Regions from separate parts of the Rattus norvegicus genome. Here region 2 is linked to region 1. The links are chromatin contacts, called in public HiChIP or PLAC-seq maps. All regions are on one chromosome and are shown on one strand. Each heading gives the region's core, a stretch centred on a gene start, on an enhancer-like site or on the middle of the called end of the contact. The rest is flanking DNA. Distances are from core to core; before and after follow the strand shown. Region 1 holds the start of Rnf4 (ring finger protein 4). Region 2 holds the start of Mxd4 (Max dimerization protein 4).

Region 1 (5,959 bases), core at 1,414-3,913:
AGAATCTGAGTTCAGATTCCAATATACAAATGCTTAGGCACAGCAGAGTGCTCACCTGTAAACCCTACTGAGTGAGTGTGTTTGTTGGGGAGATGGGGTAGACAGGAAGCCTAAGGCCTAGAGACCTGGTCTCTGGAGGCATATGTACCCCACACCCACAGAGAGGAGAGTGAGGCTAACTCACTTGCCCAGAACTCATTCCTCAGCCCAGTTATTTGTGATCCTCTTGCCTCAGCTTCTTGAATAGACAGGATTACAAGCATTAGCCACCAGTTTGGCTATACTTTATTTCTTGAGGGATATGAAGAGTTTCAGATCTGGGGGGGGGGGGGATGGATTCTTTCAATATATGTAAAATTATAGTCTCTATCAGGAAACAAAGAGGCAAGGTAGTAAGATTCTTACAGGCTCTGATGCTATATAATCCCATGATCTCAGTTACACCAGAAGCTGAGTCAGGAGGACTGCCAAATTCAAAGCCTGCCAGGATTATCAAAGAAGTTCAAGGACAGCCTAGGTAACTTAGGGAAATGCTATCTATCTCAAAAAGTAAAATGAGGAGTTGGTTTACCATACATAGCAGGTAAAACATTTGCTATATAGAGACCTGATAAATTAATTGAAACCGAAGTAATCTCATAAAAAAACAGAAAGAGGGGGTTGGGGATTTAGCTCAGTGGTAGAGCGCTTGCCTAGGAAGCGCAAGGCCCTGGGTTCGGTCCCCAGCTCCGAAAAAAAGAACCAAAAAAAAAAAAAAAAAAAAAAAAAAAAACAAACCAGAAAGAGTAGACTTAGCAAGTTGTCTTCTCACCACCAAACACACATCAAGGCACACGGGTGCTCACATCATATACACACATCAGTATTGGCAATGAATACAAAGAGGGCCAGAGATGTAACTCAGCAGTAGAGGAGCTGCCTAACATGCATCAAGCTCTATGTTCAATCTCCAGTCCCAACAAAACAATACCCCTTGACTGTTCAGGAATGAAATAAACATACTCACCAAGAAATCAACTTTCCTTAGGGGAAAAACAAAACAACCAAATAAGCAAGGAAACAAACAAAACCAGAACTGTTTTTGCAATGGGAGTCTCGGAGTAGCCCAGGCTAGCCTCGATTCCACATAGAACCCAACAAGAATGACCTTAGATTCCTGATTCTACTTCCCCTACCTCTGAAAGGCTGGAATCACAAGCACTCTTCAAAGTATTTAGAAAATTGTTATAAGAGGTCCCCTGATAGAAAAAAAAAAAAACTCATTATTTGAGAACTGTAAAAAATGTAGTCAACCGTGTCTTTAATCCCAGCACTTGGGAACCAGAGGCAGGGGGATTTCTGAGTTTGAGGCCAGCCAGGTCTACAGAGTGAGTTCCATGACAACCAGGGCTACACATAGAAACCCTGTCTGGAAAAGCCCCCACCCAAAAAGTGATTAGCACTGTTTAAAAATGAGGCTTTTTAGAAAATTATAGCTGCGGGCTCAAGTATAAATACAAAGGTTAAGCAAGACGACTTTGCACTCATTTCATATCGAACTCACACGTACACCGGATCCCAAGTGTTTTCTCCATCCATTAAAAAGAAAAAGCACCAGGTGTGTGTAGGGTCTGGGTTGGAGAAGTTCCCTCTCACTATTGTCAGGAACAAGAGTCAATCTGCAGGCTGAAAGACCTCAGACTACCTAGCTTTTGTAGACCTCAGTCTCCCCAATCACTTGGGCAACCTAAACGGAGGGCCAGACCGAAGAAATGAAGCTTAAAACGCCCATGGGTAAAAACGAGTTTTTTAAAAAAAGGGGGCAGAAACGCCCAGCCCAGATCTGAACTCCTCCCCCCTCGAATCAAAATGTGGACAATGGCGTCCACAGGAAACAGTGTTAAAGGTTAAGGATCATGTGGTTTCCTATTCCTGAGTATATATGTGCCCTGAGGGAAGACCCCGAGAGGGCTTAAGGGCTGGGCTCTAAGTCTCAAACGCACGCCTTACTAACCATAGGGGGCCGAAAGCGGCTTCTGGAAGCCCAAACCCCATTCAGTTCCAAGGCCCGCAAGCGTCCTCGGCTCTCTCGCAGCTTAGATAAGGCCCGCCACGCGGCCTGGGTGCCCCAGCAAACTCGCAGGCCTCAAGAAGGCGGGGCGCGACGCCAACACACAAAGGCTGCGTCGTCAGCAAGGAACAAAAACCTAGCTCAGGTTTTCGCCGATCCGCCCGCCCAGCCAAATGGGTGACCTTGGGCGCCCCCCCTCCCCTCGTTGAGCCTCAGTTTCCCTTCCTACTTTGCAAAAAAGGTTCTCCGGCCAGGCTGTGGGTTGGTGAGCGGAGCCCCACACAGAGATTTCCCTACTTCCGATGAGTGCGGCGCTCCATGTTCCGACAATCGCGCGCTCTCCCGGACAGTAGGCAGAGGGCCCAACCCCAAGAGGCGCGGCTCCGCGACAGGCGGGCGGGCACCAACCCCAAGGCAGGCCAAGAGGCCGCCCGCGCTCCACGCCCGCACAGCCCGCACCCGCCGCCTCCATCCTGCGAAGCTTACCCTTACTTGGAGTTGGTGTTATCAGCCAAACGCCTTGGCCACCGCGCTCGAGCAAGGACGCACCTAATCCAGCAGCCGCTGAGGAGACCCGCTCAAGCAAGACTCCACCGTCTCACGAAGACCCACTTCCGCTCGTCCGGCACCGGCCCGCCCTCTCCCGCCTTTACTCTCGTGCTCTACCGGTTTAGGAAGGAGAAGTTGCAATTTTATTGGGTGAGAAAACCATCTATTACCACTTTGAAATGCACCTTCTTCCGGCCACGCCCCCGCTTGCTTGCGGGAGCTTCCACTTCCCGCGAGAGTACCGCCGGTCGCGCTCCTCCCACGAGAACTTGGCGGAGTCGTTGCTGGGGCATCCTCGTGAGCTTGCCTACTGGTTGTTTTACTTTTCGTTTGACTTCTGACCTGTTTTACTATAGCCCTCCGGCTGCACCTAGCACTAAGCCACAATCCCTATCAGTCATTCCATACCCTTCTCAGTCTCCTTTGTCGTTAATGAGGCCTACGGGAGACTCGCATAAGGTCCCAATTTTCTGCTGATCCACAGGCAACCAGACCCGGATTTGCACCGTAAATGCCAGACTCTGAGTGGGCATGTCGGTTCCCGGCTCTCCTTCTCACGGGTACCATCATCCGGAGGCCAGGGGCTCACCTATAGGTTTGGGAGGCCTACCTGGAGGAAGCTTGAACACTAGACGGAAGAGAACGTCCAGCTAGACATTTTGTGTGCTAAAGCCGGGGGAGAGTAGAGCTGTGCAAGTCCAGGAGACTGCTGGTTAGCCGCCCAGTGTGTCAGGAGCAGAGGCGAGGGGTGAGGAAGGCACGGCTCAAATGAGAACTCAAACACCACTGAAGAATGGCTAAGAAGGGCAGGCCTCAGGCAAGACCTTGGCCTGGAATTGGGTCTGAGGGCATCTCGTGTTGTAGATGAATCTCCCTTACCTCAATCTGAAAACCAGTATAATGATTTTAGGCAAATCTCAATATCCTTTTTACTTCTGTGAAAGAATGTGAGGGCTAACAGGTAATATATGTGCATGCTAGGTCCTGCTGCAGGGCAGCAAAACAGAATGCTGCTAGAACGCTGTTTTTCTTGAGCACCTGCCCCTGGGCTAGGTTGAGGCATGGGTTTAGCAACTGGAAAATGATCTATCCATAGATAAATAGTAACTAGAAAGAAAGGGATGGGGACCCTCAGACTATCTGAAGATTGTCCTAAATGTGGTTGAATTGCTTCTATGGGGGTATACATCCTGGGAGATTTGATTAGCATGGCAAAGCAGATTAAAACCGGACTGTTAGTATTTGCAATATTACAACCTCTGAGGTCTTGTGGAATTATATGAATATATATATATATATATGAATGATAAAGTGTATGAAAAAAGTGTATGATAAATAACACATCTGACTCCAGTGTAAAATGTGTTTTGATGTTTTGAGCATGTTTTCTAAATGTTATAAATTGGAATAAAGAGAACTTACATTTGTAAGAAAAATGTAGATTTTTTTTATTAAAAAAAAAGTTTTGAATACTTAAGTGACACCAGAACAGGAATACACCAAAACAAGAATACTATACCTTATAGGTTAAAGGTTCTGTTTGCAGTAAAACAGTTCTAACTTTCTAGCAGACAGTGGTGGCCCACACCTTTAATCCAAGCACTCAGGAGGGAGAGGCAGGCAGATCTCTTTAAGTGTGAGCCAAGCCTAGTCTATAGGCTAGTTCAAAGACAGCCAAGGCTATACAGAAACTCTGCCTCAAACAAAACAAAACAAAAAAACAAAAACAAAAAATCAAAAAAGTTTTATTTGTCCTATGTTAAGTCCTTGCAAGTTAAAGTTTCTATCTGTAATTAGTAAGTTTCTGTTTCTTAGATCTGATGTGAACTGCTTGCAACCCCATTCACACGACTTATAAAGATCCTTACCCTTGCTCCATCCCTTTAAAGGTATCTTTCCTCATTTTGTGAATTTGTGTTTTTCCGGTGTATGTGTGTGTGAGGATATTGGATTCCCTGGAGCTGGAATTGCAGTTGTGAGCAGCCAGTTCACATCTTTCCAGCTCTCGTTTATCTAACAGTGTAACAGTCAGCTCTCTTGCCCCTCTGAACACATCTCTCCCAGACGCTGCTTTCTCAAATCCTAGACACCTACCTGGCTAGTCTGAGGCACACCTTAAAGGAAAACCCAAAATAGCAGGGGTTCCCTTTTGACCTTGATTAGGTGGCACAAACCACACCTGTTTTCACAGAGAACCCCTCTAATAGGTGAGGAAAAAAGTTCAAGGGACTGCTTTGACTTAGTATGAAAAACAGAAGCAAAGGACCTCATAGATTTAATTTTTTAAGATGAGGAAAAAGGGGGAAGATCGGGTCGGGGATTTAGCTCAGTGGTTAGAGCGCTGGCCTAGCAAGCGCAAGGCCCTGGGTTCGGTCCCCAGCTCCAGAAAAAAAAAATTTAAAAAAAAAAAAAAAACAAAAGGGGGAAGATCTGTGTTAGAATGGGCTAGGAAGTGGTAGTATAATTGGGCATATTTTGTTTGTTTGTTTGAATGGAAAGGGATTTTTTTTATATTCTTTCCAATAGTGTTTCTCTGTCTACCCCCAGCTGTCCTGGAATTTGCTCTGTAGACCAGGCTGGCCTCCAGCTCAGACATGGGCCTGCCTTTGCCTCCCAAGTACTATTAAAGGCAGTGCCACCACACCCACTGTAGGTTTTATATTTGTCATCTTTTGGTTTTTTGAGATAGGGTTTGTTACATAGAACAGATTGGTTTCTAACCCGAGGTCTCTTGTCTCAACTTCCTGAATTCTTGGAATATTTGAGATTTTACACATTTTTTAGTTTACTTTTTTTGAGGCTGGATCTCATGTAGTCTGGAACTCAATTTGTAGACCATGCTGGCCTCAAACTTCTGTCTGCCTTTGCCTCCCAAGTGCTGGGATTAAAGACATGTGTCACATCACCTGGCTTGTTTACTTACTGAGTGCACATACATGTACCACAGAGCACATGTAGCAGTCAGAGGCGGGCTGGTCTGAGTCAGCTCTTTCCTTAAACTGTGTGGGTCCTGTACGGTCTGAGGATATGGAAGCTTCTAAGAAGTGTTTGTGGTCCAGGAAGGTGTTCTGGGGTTGGTAAATGCAAGTTCTGAAGGTTAAAGGATGTGAGAAAAAACAAACGTGGATGATGATAGGAAAGTGATAAGATATATGGGAGGAATGAAAATTGAGGGTCTAGGATGGTGTTTTGATGTTGGTAAATGCAAGTTATAAAGGATCTTTTTATAAATTTAAAAAGATTCTTGTAAGCTTCAGGGAATCCACTCAAATCCACTTCCTATAGGTCAAATGGACTCCAGATAAGTATTGTCAATCAACAGCCTGTTTCTCTCTTCCAGGTGAGATCTTTTCCCTGGTC
Region 2 (5,959 bases), core at 1,799-4,298, 140 kb after region 1:
GGGCCTACCATTCTACAGATCCAGACCTCTCTTGTAGGAGCTACCTACTGATGGGCTGAGGAGAGGCAGGTGCCGGCTGCAGGATTCTGACAAGTGGGCCAGGGCATAAGCAAAACAGGATGCTAGGGCTGAGGCGTGATGGCTGTGGGTGTCTACCATAATGACTGAAGTAGCCAAAGGTGAGAGGAGAGGGAGCAGGTCAGGGTCAGGTAATCAGAGGGAGAGCTGGAGTAGGCCTCACCAACCTTTCTACTCTGGCTATGTGGGACACTCCCTGGTCCTAAGAAGCCTGGGGAATGTTGCCATACCTGGACAGGAAAGTATGAGGGTGCTGTCTACTGTAAAGCTGATGATTCTGGTCCCAGAGAAAGGAAGTCAGGGCTGGGTAAGTGGAGAAGGACCTACGAGCAGCCTTCTAAAGGTTTCTCAGCACTTTGAAACTGGGGGTGGGGTGGCAGCCCTTTCTCATACTAGACCAAAAGCTCTTTGGTTAATCCTCCAGATGTCCCAGAAATAGGTGCTAGCCTCATTCCTAGTCAGAGAAATGGAGGTAGGGAGGCCAGCTAGGGAAAGGCCAGACAGGCAAAGACTTGCTATCCCTGGCCATCTACCCAAACCTGGGGAGGCCCTATGTCCTTTCTCCTGGGTCATGCTGACTTACCATTTGTGAGGGAAGATGGCACTGAGGACTCGTGGCAATGCACACTGCCAAGAGTGGAGGTGTCTTGCTCACCACCTTGGACTCTGCAGTCTCCAGCTGCGAAAGTCTGGGCTCTGTCTATCTGAGGCACTGGCCTTCCCTGGATGGGCCTGGCAGGTCACTATGACCTGTGATGAAGAAGGTGGCCTGGGTTGGCTAGCCTGATGCCTTCTTTTCCCAAATCCTGGGAACTCTGGGACACAGATGCACAGATGCTGGTGCCCCCACCCCATTGGGAAGTCATGGGTGTAGAGACCCCTCTGTCTGTAGGGGACAAACTTACCCTTTGTACTTGCAAGCATTTCCTGTTCTGAGCTGCGGCTTCCAGATCTCCCCAGGGAAGTCAGCTCATTTTGCAGCTTCCTTGGGCAGCAGGCCATAGGACTCCTCTACGGCCGACCTTCACTTATTAGGTCACTACTACCTGCTCCTCCCAGCTTTCACATGTTCTCAGAGAGGGAGAGCACTTCTGGCACTGGAACATGCTTTGTCTTGGACGCAGCCAGTGGGAGCTAGTGTGCTCAGCTGATATTAAAAATCTCCCAGGCTAGGAGGCTATGGTCACCCTTGTGGTCCACTTCAGCACACTGGGACATCCCGTTCCAATAGCAGGAGGCAGCAGGCTGGGGAGGTCAGTTTTGCTTTAGTACTTGGAGGCAATTCGCCAGCCCGCCAAAGCAAGGGTGTGCCCTTCCAAATGCTGGGCCCCCACGCTAAGCTCAGGGGCCCTAAGCTCAGCATAGAGCCTGGGCCTCAGTGCTCCAGAAAGATGGACACCTTTCTCCTTTACAACACTGGGCAGTTCTACAGACTGGTGGGCTCTATCTGCCGTGGCCCCAGAGTGCTTGTGGGGCTGGTCAGGGAGGCACTTCAGCCAACACCAGGGAGTTCTTTCAGTGCCTATACAGGACTGTTTATGGCAGCATAAGGTTCCTCTTTTGTTTTTTGCAGGGCTCTGTCTGAGCACCTGTTATTCTTAATCCTGCCCCACAGGTCAGACATCTGTGGCTCACACCCAGACTGGGAGGGAGGTGGCTCTGGTTTCCACATTCCCAGATTGTTAACAGCCCTGAGTGTGGGAGCACTAATCTCCATTTTTCTATTTCAAGGGGGCTCTGCAAGTTTCCTTATCTGCATATTGGGCATATGGAGATCCACAAGGAAGCATGTATAAGGCTGGTCATAAAGTAAAGATCAATGTTAATTTTTATTGTTTGCTACAGTAGCCCCCTTCCATTTTAAGGGTTGCTGTCTAGCCACCTTATTTCCCACACACCTCTCCTGCCTGCTGTTTTGTCCTCAACCTAAAAACACGGAGAGGATCAAGAGGTGGGAGGGGTTGGATACAAAGATGGTGTTAAGGCATCTTGAGCTTCCCTTCCCCCATGCATCTATCTATAGGCCAGTCTGAGGAGTCCGGGTAATTAGGGCTTAGAGTGACCAAGACAGCCAGGAGCTTGCTGAAAAGCTCACTCTCTTATCACCATAGCCTGGCTCTTGGAATGGCCCTACCCTCAGACCAAGCACCGTAAGCAGACTACACTCCCGGATCCCTCTCGCGCAGTAGTGTCAGTAGGTCTTGGTGCCTTTTCCTTAAGCCTGGTGACCTTCCTTTTCACCCCTGATTGCTGATCCTACCTACTTTGGGTCTGATATCTAAGAGGCTTTTAGATTCCAAAGGTCTGCGTCCCCGTCCCAAGTTTTAGCCTCCCCCAGAAGCCACTATTCAAGCAGAGACAGGTGTCATTTGCAGTTCTTAAGCAAGATCCCAGCTCCCGCCCCAATCAGGCCCCAAGCCCAGTCCTCCACCTAGACTATGGTACAGCTGACTCCCGGCAACAGGTCGTTGCGCACGACATGCATGGGCACGACAAAGCGCCGGGGCGCGTGTCCGCAGCGCATCCTGCGGGGTGTCTCCCGAGACACGGTCCACGTCCTCCTGGCCCCCGCGTAGGCCGGGCAGCAGTCCCACCGCGCAGTGCTTCCTCTCGGCAACCCGTCTTGCCCGGGCGTCCTCATTGGCCCCACGCCCCGTCGCCCGCCATTGGTCCGGGGACCCAATTTACATAGACCGATCTGGCCCAATCGGTGTGCAATGCCTACTTAACATGCACGATGGCCGCCAGTCAGCGAACACTGGGGCTGGGCCACCACGTGCTGTTGCTAAGCTTGGGCTTCTAAATTGTTACTACTGGAGCCAGCCTATCCCAGTCAAGCTTCGCATCTGTCAACATTCTCAGCCCTGCCCGAGGCGTTCGGCCAGTCCCTATTGGCCAAGGCTTGCCAAGAACCCGCCCCCTAGGAAAGAGCGCACACACCCATTGGCTGTGTCGACTGCTGCTCTACTTATGTGTCAATTTGAGGGCCTGAGGCGGAGGGTGGCGGCCCAGCGCTGGAGTCCGCGAGTCGCGCTGGTGTGCCGCCAGGCGCGGGGCGTGCGGCGAGCAGAGCCGGCAGGAGCGCGCCGGGCAGCCGCCGCCGCCGTCCCGTGCGCGGGCGGCAGGATGGAGCTGAACTCTCTGCTGCTGCTGTTGGAGGCGGCCGAGTACCTGGAGCGTAGGGACCGAGGTAGCCCGCGCCCCTTTGTGCCAGGGTGGGTGGGCGGCGGGCGGGCGCAGGGGGCTGCTGACCGCACCGTCTGTCCCGCAGAGGCCGAGCACGGCTACGCCTCGGTGCTGCCCTTCGACGGTGACTTCGCCAGGAAGAAAACAAAGACGGCCGGCCTGGTGCGCAAGGCCCCGAACAACAGGTACCGCCCCCAACCCCCACCTCCCACCCCCGCGCGCTGTGCCAAGCCAGCTCAGGCCAGCCCCGCCCGAGTGTCCCCCGTCCTCTCCGCGTCCCCAGTGTAGTCCTGCGCGCACCCGGGCGGCCGGCCTGGAGGAGGTGCCGGCCCCGCCCGCGCGTCGCCATCTTCCCGCGGCCGCGCCTCCCCGCCGCCGTAAACAGTGCCACGCGTACAGCGGCCGCGCTCGCCTATAGCCGTTCTGGACTTTTCCAGACCGGAGAGGAGTTGTCAGTTGGTGCCGACCGCTACTCCCTCGTTTGGGCCGAACTGGGGACTCCTCCCTCCCTTGCACTTCTCAGAGCTGGCATTGCACTTAGGCCCTGCACCTTATCCCCAGGAGCCTGGACAGAGATCTCTCCCTTGGTACTTACGGGTCCTGCGCAGCCTATTGACAGGGAAACTCCAACTACAAGTATAGGGCTGTCTTTGTCGCGAAGTGCTGCAGGGAGCTACTTCTCCCAAAAGTCCCCAGGCCCAACTACACTCTCTTTGCCTTGCCCTTGTGCTTGGAGGAAGCCCTGAAGCTGAGGTTTAGGGACTCCTAAAGGTTCCACCTTCCTGGCTGCAGTGGGGGCCATGGCACACCTGACACTGTCTAGGGGGCCAACCTTGGCCCAGCTACTCCTGTGTGGTCAGTGTGAGAGCTTCCCTGGCAGGCTGGGGGCTTCAGGGCCCCTTGGCAGAGGGTGCGGCTCATTCCTGTGGCCTGTCTGTTCTTGGGAAACAGAGAGGCTGGCACAAGGACCCATTTCTGTGGTGTCCTGGGCCTGGCAAAGAACTGGTTGAATTAGCAACTGCCTGAGCCCCAGCCCCTGGTCTCCTGCTTTGGGCAGTTTGCAGAAGGACATAAGTGTGCTGGATGCCTCACTGTCCCAAGCTTCCACAGTGAGATGGCCTGGCCCCAGCTTCTGTCTGCCCCGAAGCCCAGATTGAGAGCTCAGGTTCCTGTGGCATGGAGTACCCACAGCTGATAGGAATGGTAGCATTCCTGAGCTGAGGCCCTTGAATGCTTCTGCCATATACACAAGTAAGCAGTCTGACCCAGCCTTGTAAATGAAGCCCTATTTTGATCTCCATTTTACAACTGAGGAAGCCAAGGCATAGACAGATGCAATTACTCGTGCAGGGCCACTTAACCACCTTTGTTCCCTGTTCCTGGATGAGGTCCTAGCCTTCCATTTTCTGCTGGGGTGGAGAACTGGGTGCAAGGGGCAGGGGCTGCAAAGGGCCTCTCTGACTTGACTTGGGTGCACCTCCCCTAAAGTTTCCTTGGACAGAATGTACTCCCTCAAGGCCTAAAGCCTGAGGGGTGGCAGGCAGACACAGCCCTTCCCTCCTCGGTCATTGCTCAGAGTCTATTCTCAGCCAGCTCAGTTGAAAAGCTGGGATTCCAGATGTGGAAGGGAAGTTCTGAAACTATAAGGCTTCTGTGTCCTGGCAAATTGAAGGACAGGCCCTGGTATGGCAGGCTAGTGTGAGAGATGGATAGGTCACCCATGGGAGGGTGCCTGAGTCAGCCTTTAGGGTGAGGTTCTTTGAGAATGGAAGCAGAAGGGTCAGATCCAGGTGGTGCCCAGGCAGCATCTGACACAACCATGGCCTCTCCTCGGGCACAGGTGCTTTTTAGAATTTGTGTGACAAACTCAGGACGAGTTCCAAGAAAGGTCAACCCCCATGCTGCTAAAAGGTGGCCCTCTAGTCCAGGATCGGGAGCTGGCAAGACAAGTAGTATCTTCTAGTACAGGAGTTGAGGGAGCTCCTCAACACCGAAGGCTCCTTCTGCTGACCCTAACCTGCTACACAAACTAGTAGACCTACAGACCCAGTCAGGCTGCCATTTGGAGAACTGAAAGGCAATTCTTCAGAGGCCATCGAGCAGTTTCTGCACTGCCTTCTTGGCTCTGATTGGCCTGTGGAGGGATTCTGAGGCTCTGGGCTGGTCCAAGTGACTAGCAGGTTTTGGGAGAGCCTTGGAAGTACCCGGGAGAGCCCAGGAATCAGCAGGGCCTGAGGGAAGATGGGTGAGCTTGTACCCTAATGGCTCCAGTAGATGATGGGGCAGGTGGAGTGTGCACACTTTTAAAAGATCCCAGATCCAAGCTCTAGAGCAACAGAGGAAAGGACAGGTAGGCAGTAGCAGAACACAGGGAGAGCCTAGGGCTGACTGAGTGTGTCCTGAGCTTTCTGCTCATATATGCAGCAGCCTGGGGACCTTGTTGGTCTGTGGCATTCCCTTAGATTGAGAGAGCCACTTGGAAACCTGAATGACAGCTGTGGTGTTCGGAAGTCTGGTCTGGGGGAATGGGCTTGGCCAGTGGGGTTCAAACAGTCCCTGGAGTCACTGTTCCCTGGGAAGGTAAAGTTGGTCTCAGGGTTACATGTTCTAGCATGATGCAGCTCCTGAGAGAAGGGGGAGTGGCCATCGTCTGTGTCCTGCTATGTACCTATAGGCCCAGAAAGCATGCATTTCT

Evidence for each region. HiChIP or PLAC-seq counts read pairs in DNA pulled down with a chosen protein or histone mark.
Region 2: a contact with region 1 is called in an H3K27ac HiChIP or PLAC-seq map of oligodendrocytes, with 3 times the contacts expected there. The contact joins the promoter of Mxd4 here to the promoter of Rnf4 in region 1. A contact is called at or near these places in 3 of 12 Hi-C or Micro-C datasets (the A7r5 cell line, frontal cortex and mammary epithelial cells) and 1 of 1 datasets of contacts at active chromatin or transcription factors (oligodendrocytes).

What each region holds. Positions count from the first base shown.
Region 1 is chr14:80,644,475-80,650,433 of GRCr8, forward strand. It overlaps Rnf4 (ring finger protein 4), which reads right to left and starts at 2,664. Exons shown (of 8, transcript NM_019182.2): 1 at 2,543-2,664. It overlaps Cfap99 (cilia and flagella associated protein 99), which reads right to left. Exons shown (of 21, transcript XM_063273839.1): 16 at 2,537-5,959.
Region 2 is chr14:80,783,733-80,789,691 of GRCr8, forward strand. Mxd4 (Max dimerization protein 4) reads left to right here and starts at 3,049. Exons shown (of 6, transcript NM_001394732.2): 1 at 3,049-3,268; 2 at 3,350-3,449. The coding sequence starts at 3,205.